Regions from separate parts of the Muntiacus reevesi genome. Here region 2 is linked to region 1. The links are chromatin contacts, called in public Hi-C maps. All regions are on one chromosome and are shown on one strand. Each heading gives the region's core, a stretch centred on a gene start, on an enhancer-like site or on the middle of the called end of the contact. The rest is flanking DNA. Distances are from core to core; before and after follow the strand shown.

The links. Hi-C and Micro-C count contacts between places; a contact is called where the count stands out from the background.
Region 2: a contact with region 1 is called in a Hi-C map of muscle, with 4 times the contacts expected there. The contact joins the promoter of EXT1 here to the promoter of MED30 in region 1. A contact is called at or near these places in 2 of 3 Hi-C or Micro-C datasets (blood and muscle).

What each region holds. Positions count from the first base shown.
Region 1 is chr12:32,923,688-32,927,605 of mMunRee1.1, forward strand. MED30 (mediator complex subunit 30) reads left to right here and starts at 2,055. Exons shown (of 5, transcript XR_010658676.1): 1 at 2,055-2,378.
Region 2 is chr12:33,546,137-33,550,054 of mMunRee1.1, forward strand. It overlaps EXT1 (exostosin glycosyltransferase 1), which reads right to left and starts at 1,793. Exons shown (of 11, transcript XM_065902829.1): 1 at 51-1,793. The coding sequence starts at 1,012.

The sequences.
Region 1 (3,918 bases), core at 805-3,304:
TTCCCATGGACTCTTTGGCCATTTTTACATCTTCTTTAGAAAAATATCTGTTGAAAGCCTCTGCCAAATTTTTAGATGAATTATTTATCCTTTTGCTATTTAGTGGTATAAGTTCCTATATATTTTGGATATTAGCCCCTTATGTGAATATTATGGCTTCCAAAATATTTTCTCCCATTCCACAGGTGCCTGTTTGTTTCATTGGTTATCATGCTGTTCAGACGGCTCCCTTCTTTTAGACATAACTACCAATAGCCTCACATGTCACCCATGCTTCTAACCCACTGGCTATGACCCAGTAAAACAGCCTTGCCAACATGTAATGAAGACTGAGACATATTTTCACCCTGATGTCTATTAAAATCAGATATTCTGTTGCAAAGGAAAAGGGCAGCATAGTTCCTGGATTGAACACATAGTTGCTGTCTCACTTCACCATTTTTTGAACAGGATGTCAGGCAAGAATTTTCCACTGAATATTCCTATTCTTTAAATTAAGATACCTCCTTTTACAGCAGTATCTGACACTTTTCACCAAGAGCTCCTTTCTGAAATAACCTGTGCTTCCTGTGACTTCCATGATATGATATTATCTTGATTTTCCTTCAATCTCACAGGCTATTGTCAACTTTGTTATTATGGCCTTCTTTTCCTGTTTCTGTCCCTTAGTATTCCTATTGCCTCTGTCCTAGGACAACTTTAGTCCTTACTTCTAACTTTACCTATTTCTTCTCACTGTTATACATGTGAGCATATTTATTGAATACTTATGCTTTGAACTATAAGTATTTTATATTCAGAATCTCACTTAATACTATCAACAATTCCAAAGTTTTCCCATCATGCGAAATGCTGGGATGGATGAAGCACAAGCTGGATTCAAGATTGCCAGGAGAAATATCAATAATCTCAGATATAGATGACACCATACTTATGGCAGAAGGCAAAGAAGAACTAAAAAACTTTTCTTGAAAGTGAAAAAGGAGAGTGAAAAAGTTGGCTTAAAACTCAACATCAAAAAAATGAAGATCATGGCATCCTGGTCCCATAACTTCATGCAAACAGATGGGGAAACAATGGAAACAGTGAAAGACTTTATTTTCTTGGGCTCCAAAATCACTGCAGATGGTGACTGCAGCCATGAAATTAAAAGATGCTTGCTCCTTGGAAGAAAAGCTATGAACAACCTAGACAGCATATTAAAAAGCAGAGACATTACTTTGCCAACAAAGGTCCATCTAGTCAAAGCTATGTTTTTCCAGTAGTTATGTATGGATGTGAGAGCTGGACTATAAAGAAAGCTGAGCACCAAAGAACTGTGGTGTTGGAGAAGACTCTTAAGAGTCTCTTGGACTGCAAGGAGATCCAACCAGTCAGTCCTAAAGGAAATCAGCCCTGAATATTCACTGGAAGGACTGATGCCGAAGCTGAAGCTCCAATACTTTGGCCACTTCATGCGAAGAACTGACTCACTGGAAAAGACCCTGACACTGGGAAAGGTTGAAGCGATGCGATTTGTCCACAGTTGGGCAGTGCTAACTTTGAATTTTAGTCCAGGATAACTGGTGTGTGTGAATAAAGCAAGGAGAAGTCAGAAAGAAAACAGACTGAAAATTATATATAACATAGTGCCAAAGTCAGAAAAGGGAAGGAAGTGGAGGAATTGTATGCCACGAGAGACAGAAGTGTTAATTTTATACTTTCCGTGGTCAGGAAAGCTTGTCTGCCTTCCAGCTGCGAAAGGAAAGTAATAATACAAACGTCGTGGGCTCGTGACAAGGCAACAATCAGCAAGAAAATGAACACGAAGTCAGAGTTCTATTAAGAATTTTAACCACTGGCTGAGGCTGGGAAACGAACTGTGGGAAAGCCCACCTGCCTTCCACCCTGCGCACCACCCCCTGTCTGGAGTGCACCCGGTGATTGGCTGCTCAACACGTCCGACCCGACCGCCCGCGCGTCCAGTCCAATCCCGGCCGTCCTTGAACCACAGGTTCCCAGGGACCAGCCGAGTGGGCGGGCCCTGTGACGTCTGACGACGCGCTACGTCACCGTGGCGGAAGTCGCGGCCGCTGTTTTCAAATCAGACCGCCCAGGTCTTACTAGCTCCTGTTTACGCAAAGGCCTGAGGCCGCGCTGCGTCGGGGAATATCGCCGACACCTGCCCTCCAGCCCTGCTGACCTGACGCCGCTGCCACGCCATGTCCACCCCTCCGTTGGCGGCATCGGGCATGGCGCCCGGGCCTTTCGCCGGGCCCCAGGCCCAGCAGGCGGCCCGAGAGGTCAACACTGCATCGCTCTGCCGAATCGGGCAGGAGACGGTCCAAGACATCGTGTACCGCACCATGGAGATCTTCCAGCTCCTGAGGAATATGCAGGTGGGAAGGAGGGCGGGCCCCACTCCGGGCCGTGCGTGGAGAGAGCGAGGCGCTTCTGCGAGGGAAGGGGCAGCTGGTTTAATTGTTACGTGAGGTCCCTCGGCGTCGACGCGGCTGCCCTAGACAATCCTCGAGTACGGGGTCTCCCTCATTTACATTCAGATGCGTTCCCCGATAAAGGGTCTGTCCCCAGGATGTGAAGGTGATGTTTTCTAGACCGGATTTCTGAAAGAATGAAGCCACGTTTTCTAGATTCGACTGGGTTCTCTAGGCTCTAGGCGAACTCTTGTATCTTTCAAGGTGGAGGTGGGCCTCACTCCGCAACTCTCTTTGGGTTATTTTAATCTCATATTTTCCCACTGAATATTTTGTGATGGTTCAAGGAGTTGAATTCAGATTCTGCTTACCATTTTTGCTAAACAGCTTTATTTTGGTATAACTGACTCCCAGTACAATGCATTTATTCAGAGTTTTGACACATGTGTACTTGTGAAACCAACGTCCATCACCCCACCGTTCCCTCTGTGGCGAAGTGAGCACATTTCCGTGCCCCTTTTAAATCTTTACTTCTGGCTTTCCATCCACAGGCAATCTCCCTTTTGCTTTCTGGCATCATAAACTAGTTGGCATTTTCTAGAGTTTCATATACATGAAATCATACACTATGATTGGGGGCGGGGGGGGGAGTCTGGCTTCTTTCACTCAACAAATATCAATAGGTCATTCCTTTTCATTGCTGAATAGTATTCTATTGTATGACTATATCACAATTAGTGTATCTGTTGATGGCCATTTGGTTTGCATCCACTTTGGAGCTATTATAAATACTTCTGAGTATTCAGCTACAAATGTTTGTGTGAACATGTATTTCATTTCTCTTGAGTAGGTAGATGCCTAGGACCGGAATTGCTGGATTATGAGGGAAATGATTGATTACCATTTTAAGAAATCTTTCCAAAAGTTTCCTCATCCTTGCCAGTACTTGTTACTGTCTTTCTTTTTCCTTTTTTTTTTTGGAATTGTATATCTTTTTGTTTCCTCAGTACTTTCTCCCAGTCTGTGGCATGTCTTTTCATTCTCTTCACATTGCCTTTTGAAGAACAGATGTTTTAAATTTTGATGGAATCCAGTTTATTGATTTGTCCTTTTACAGATTTTGGGTTTGGGTGCCATACCTAAGAAATCTTTGTCTAACCCAAAGATTACTTATGTTTTCTTCAGGAAGTTTTATAGTTTTAGGTTTTACATTTAGGTCTATGATCCACATAGAGTTACTTTTTTAAAATAATGATAGATATGGATTTTTTTTTTTTTGCATTTGGATATCATGTCATTCCAGCACCATTTTACTAACCCATTTTTAAGGCGTATCTTATTACTGTGTGATGTGGATATCATTCTTGTTTTATGTATGAGGTTTCTATGGCTCTGAGAGGTGAAGTGACAGAGGTGATAGTCAGTGTAGGGTAAATTTGAAAAGGTCCTCAGACTCTCTTTCAAACTCTTACTTTCGCTGGTGCACTAAAGATTGTTTTATTGC
Region 2 (3,918 bases), core at 543-3,042, 620 kb after region 1:
CTGGACGCAGGCGGCAGGGCCCGGGCTAAGCCGCGGAGGCCGCCACTTACTTCTCGTACTCGGCGTTGTCCCGGTCACAGCGGGCGTCCTTGTGCTTCTGCCAGTCCTTGCCATGCTTGCAGGTGGTGAGCAGCACTACGTCCTCCCCGTTATGGACGTGATATAAGGCATTCCTGGTGTCTGACCCTATCCCTGTCAGGTACCTCTTCCCCTTGAAGACCAGCATGTACTTCCTGAGAGGAGGGATAGTGTTAAACTTCAAAAACCCCCTCTCCCCTCCTGTCCTGGGATGATCCTTAGAAAAGAGGGGAATAGAAACATCAAAGTTGGGTCGGAAGTTTTCAGTACTGATGCTGGCTTTAGCCAGCATCGCCTGGCCGATGTCAAACCCCACGTCCTCGGTGTAGTCAGGCCAAGTGCCGGAATATAAATTAAAAATTAAATGATTCCTACCGTTGTTCCACAAGTGGAGGCTCTGCACTTTGGATCTCAGATTGTGCACATACTGAGGTGACAACTGGTCTCGGTCTAAAGTGTCCAGACTCAGGACAAAGACGCACGCCTGGCTGGGGTCCGAGGTGTAGAACCTGGAGCCCTCGATGGCCGCTAGAATGTTTTGGTAACTTTCGGCGATTTTCTCCCCTTTTTGCTGTGGGTAAACGTAGACTTTGAAGCCGTTTTTCTTGCAAAGGGTGAAATCGAAGCAGGACTCCATGCGGCACTTCTTGCCTTTGTAGATGCTCGAGTTGGCCTCTCGCTTCTGCCGGGGCGAAACGTGCACACTGGAATCCTCGTTTTCCAATTGATCCCAGGGGACGAAGGGGCGCAGAGCGTCCGGGAAGCGGGGCCAGAAATGATCCGGACTCGGGTGGTGCAAGCCATTCCGACCGCTGTGCTCTTCTCTCCGGCTGTGGCTTCTCGATGCCCTAAACTGCAAGCCTCCGAAATAAAACAAAAGGGCGAGACAAGAGCCAGCTGAGAGCAGGATGAAATAGCGTTTTTTGGCCTGCATGTGTCCTGCCTGGGTCAAGAGGATTGTAAATAAACAGAAGAATCACCCAAGTTTCCCAATCAACACTTTCAGCTCCAGTCCGCCATCTTCCCGCCCGTAAAGACTTCAAACTCTCCGCTCCCACCTTCTCTGGATGCCTTTCCCCAAGCCGTGGACTGATCCAGCGCATGTGGGCGATTTCTTTAACTTTCTCCCCTTCGGTCTTTCATCTTTGGGTTGCACAATGGACGGGAGAGAGCGGGGCGGAATATCTCGCACCCAGGGCGGGCGAGCAGCGTACTGTAATTCTCTTGCATGCAACAAGACCGAGGAAAAGAAAGAGAGGGGGGAAAAAAGCTCCCAATGCCCAATCAATGGCAAGACGAAGTGATTTCCTTGCCTCTCGGATTCCTCTCGGCAGCGTGGAAAACGAGCCCCTGGAAAGCAACTTCAACTCATCCAGGCTCCCGTGCAGAACACTCCGGTTCCAACAAGTCAGCCGATCCCCGGGTTCAGCCGGCTAGTGCATCTTGCAGCTGGGGCGCCGTAACCTCACAAATCCCTGCATCTCTCTTTATTCCCTTCTGCAGCGGCTCCGAGACTCCGGCGGTGTTTACTCCTGCGCTCGCGGGGCCGGCCCCCGGGACGCGCGGCGGCCCGGCTGGAGAAGACTGGAGGCGGCGGCGGCGGCGCTGGGTGACGGCGGCGGCGCGTCCTCCCCGCGGGCAGTGCCGGCCCCGAGCGGCGCTTCCCAGGCCCCCGCGCGATCGCTGCCGACCGCCGCGTTCGGTCGCCGAATGTTACCCGGTTCTGAATGTTACACTTACACATTCCATTCCCGACACGACAGCGCTGACCTCATCCATCCACGCAGCCCGCGCTGCCATTGGCCAAGCGTCACGTCCGGGGGGGGCGGTGCTTCCGCTGCGCCCATTCATAACCCCCGGCCACCGGCAGAGGCGCCGGCGCGGCGCTGGGGGTGCGGGCGGCGCGGGGACCCCGGGGCGCCTCGGCCGGGCCCCCGCGGGCAGAGCGCGGGGCTGCCCCGAGAGAGTCCCGCGGCCCTTCGGCGCGCCGGGATCCGGATCCCGGCCTGGGCCGCACCACCTGCAGCCGCCGCGCCGGGAAACGAGCGCCTCCCAGAGGCGCCTGCGGGCGCGCTGAGGCTGGGGAACCAGGGACCGGCGGGCGCTTCCCCGGCCCGCTGCTCCGGCTGCCCCGGTCGTCCTCGAGAATTCCTACTCATCGGCCGCCTGCCGGGAACGCCTCCCCGAGCGGGCGGCGGGGAGTGTTCGGGTTCCTGGAGAAGGATGCTCGAAAAGTGGAGCAGTGGGGCGAGCCCTTGGGCTGCAGGAGGAAAAAGAAAAAGACTTCATAGAAAGCGACCGCTGACCAGAAGGATGCCCTCTCTCTGCCCACCTTCCAGCCTCTGAGGGCCCCAAATTTTCCTTCCTACAAAGCATTTAAACAGGTCCCTTATCCCCTAAATGTTTGCTGTGTCGCTTCAGTCGTGTCCGACTCTTTGCCACCCCCATGGACTGTGACCCGCCAGGCTCCTCTGTCCATGGGATTCTCCAGGCAAGAATACTGGAGCATGTTGCCATGCCCTCCTCCAGGGCATCTTCGCAACCCAGGAATCGAACCCATTATCTCCGGCGTCTCCTGCATTGCCCATCTTTTTTTTCTTACCCCCAAGGAACCACCCCAATCCCCATTAATAAAAAGAAAATGCTACAACCAAAAGGAATTGTTTCGATTCTTCCTGTCTGTCTGTGCACTAATTCACCTATCCCAAATCACCAGTAACTTTCCGCGCATCCTTTCCCAGTTTCCGGAAGCCCTTTGTCTATTCTCTAGAAAGCTTCCAAGAGATCCAATCACACTGTGGAAAAAAGAAAGAGCTTCTAATACCCGAGAATCACCCGGTTGATTTAAGCTCCTCCCAGTACCGAAAGAGATGTTACTCTCTTTTGCGGGGAGGGGGAATGGTTTTTAAGGAGCTGTCTCCGAGGAATAGATGACTGGTAGAATGGCCAGCTGTAGATGAGACACTTGAGGCAGGAGATGACCTTTTTTGCCATTAGTACAAGCTAGTCCTTCCTTCAACAGCCCTCCCACACCCCAGCCATAAGCCCCTGCTACCCTCAGGGACCCATCACTGGACAAATCAGATCCAGAGACTCTCTAAAGATCCTCCAAGACTGCAAAGATACGCTCCCAAACAGTACTTCTGGTCAAAGCCAAGTCCCTGGCCTTGCAGCCTGAATTCTGCTTTACTGGGAACACCTCCTACCCTCTTCCCCAGCCTAAGTCACAGGGGCCTGGCCAAACTCGACAAACAGTTGCCTAGGGCAGCAAGCTGTTTAGTGATTGTTTATTATGGGAGGGACTGAGAGCCAGGGACAGACACATCCCAGTTTTCCCCAAGGCTGCAAAAAAAAAAAAAAAGAAACTCCATCGGGTGTGGACAAAGGACATCGTTATAAATGAAGCAGGGTGAAACGATCAAGTGGAAAATTTTAGACATTTGTTGTTTCAGATTTGTTTTTAATAAAGGGGTAAAGGGGCCTGGGTGGGACGTTGCTGTACCTTTCTGAAGTCTTGCCCTATCTCTGGCCTGCCAAAGATGAGATAGCTTTTCCAGATTTGACGTGTACTCCCTGCACAATCAGACAGGCCTGGGACAGAAATGAGGATTCAGTCATCTTCCAGATACAATGACAGTGATGCAGATAAATGCAGTGATTGAAACCTCATGTGACCCAGGGGCCCACCCCAGCCCGGGTTGCTGAGAGCACCCATGCAAGGCAAAGGCCCTTCCGTTGAGATTAGGGTGCAGATTTTCTCAGCCCAGTGGAATTGAGGCTATGGGGACTGCAGCTCCTCTATCTCCTGATAGCCATCCTGTGTGACCTTAGTGGGAGCAA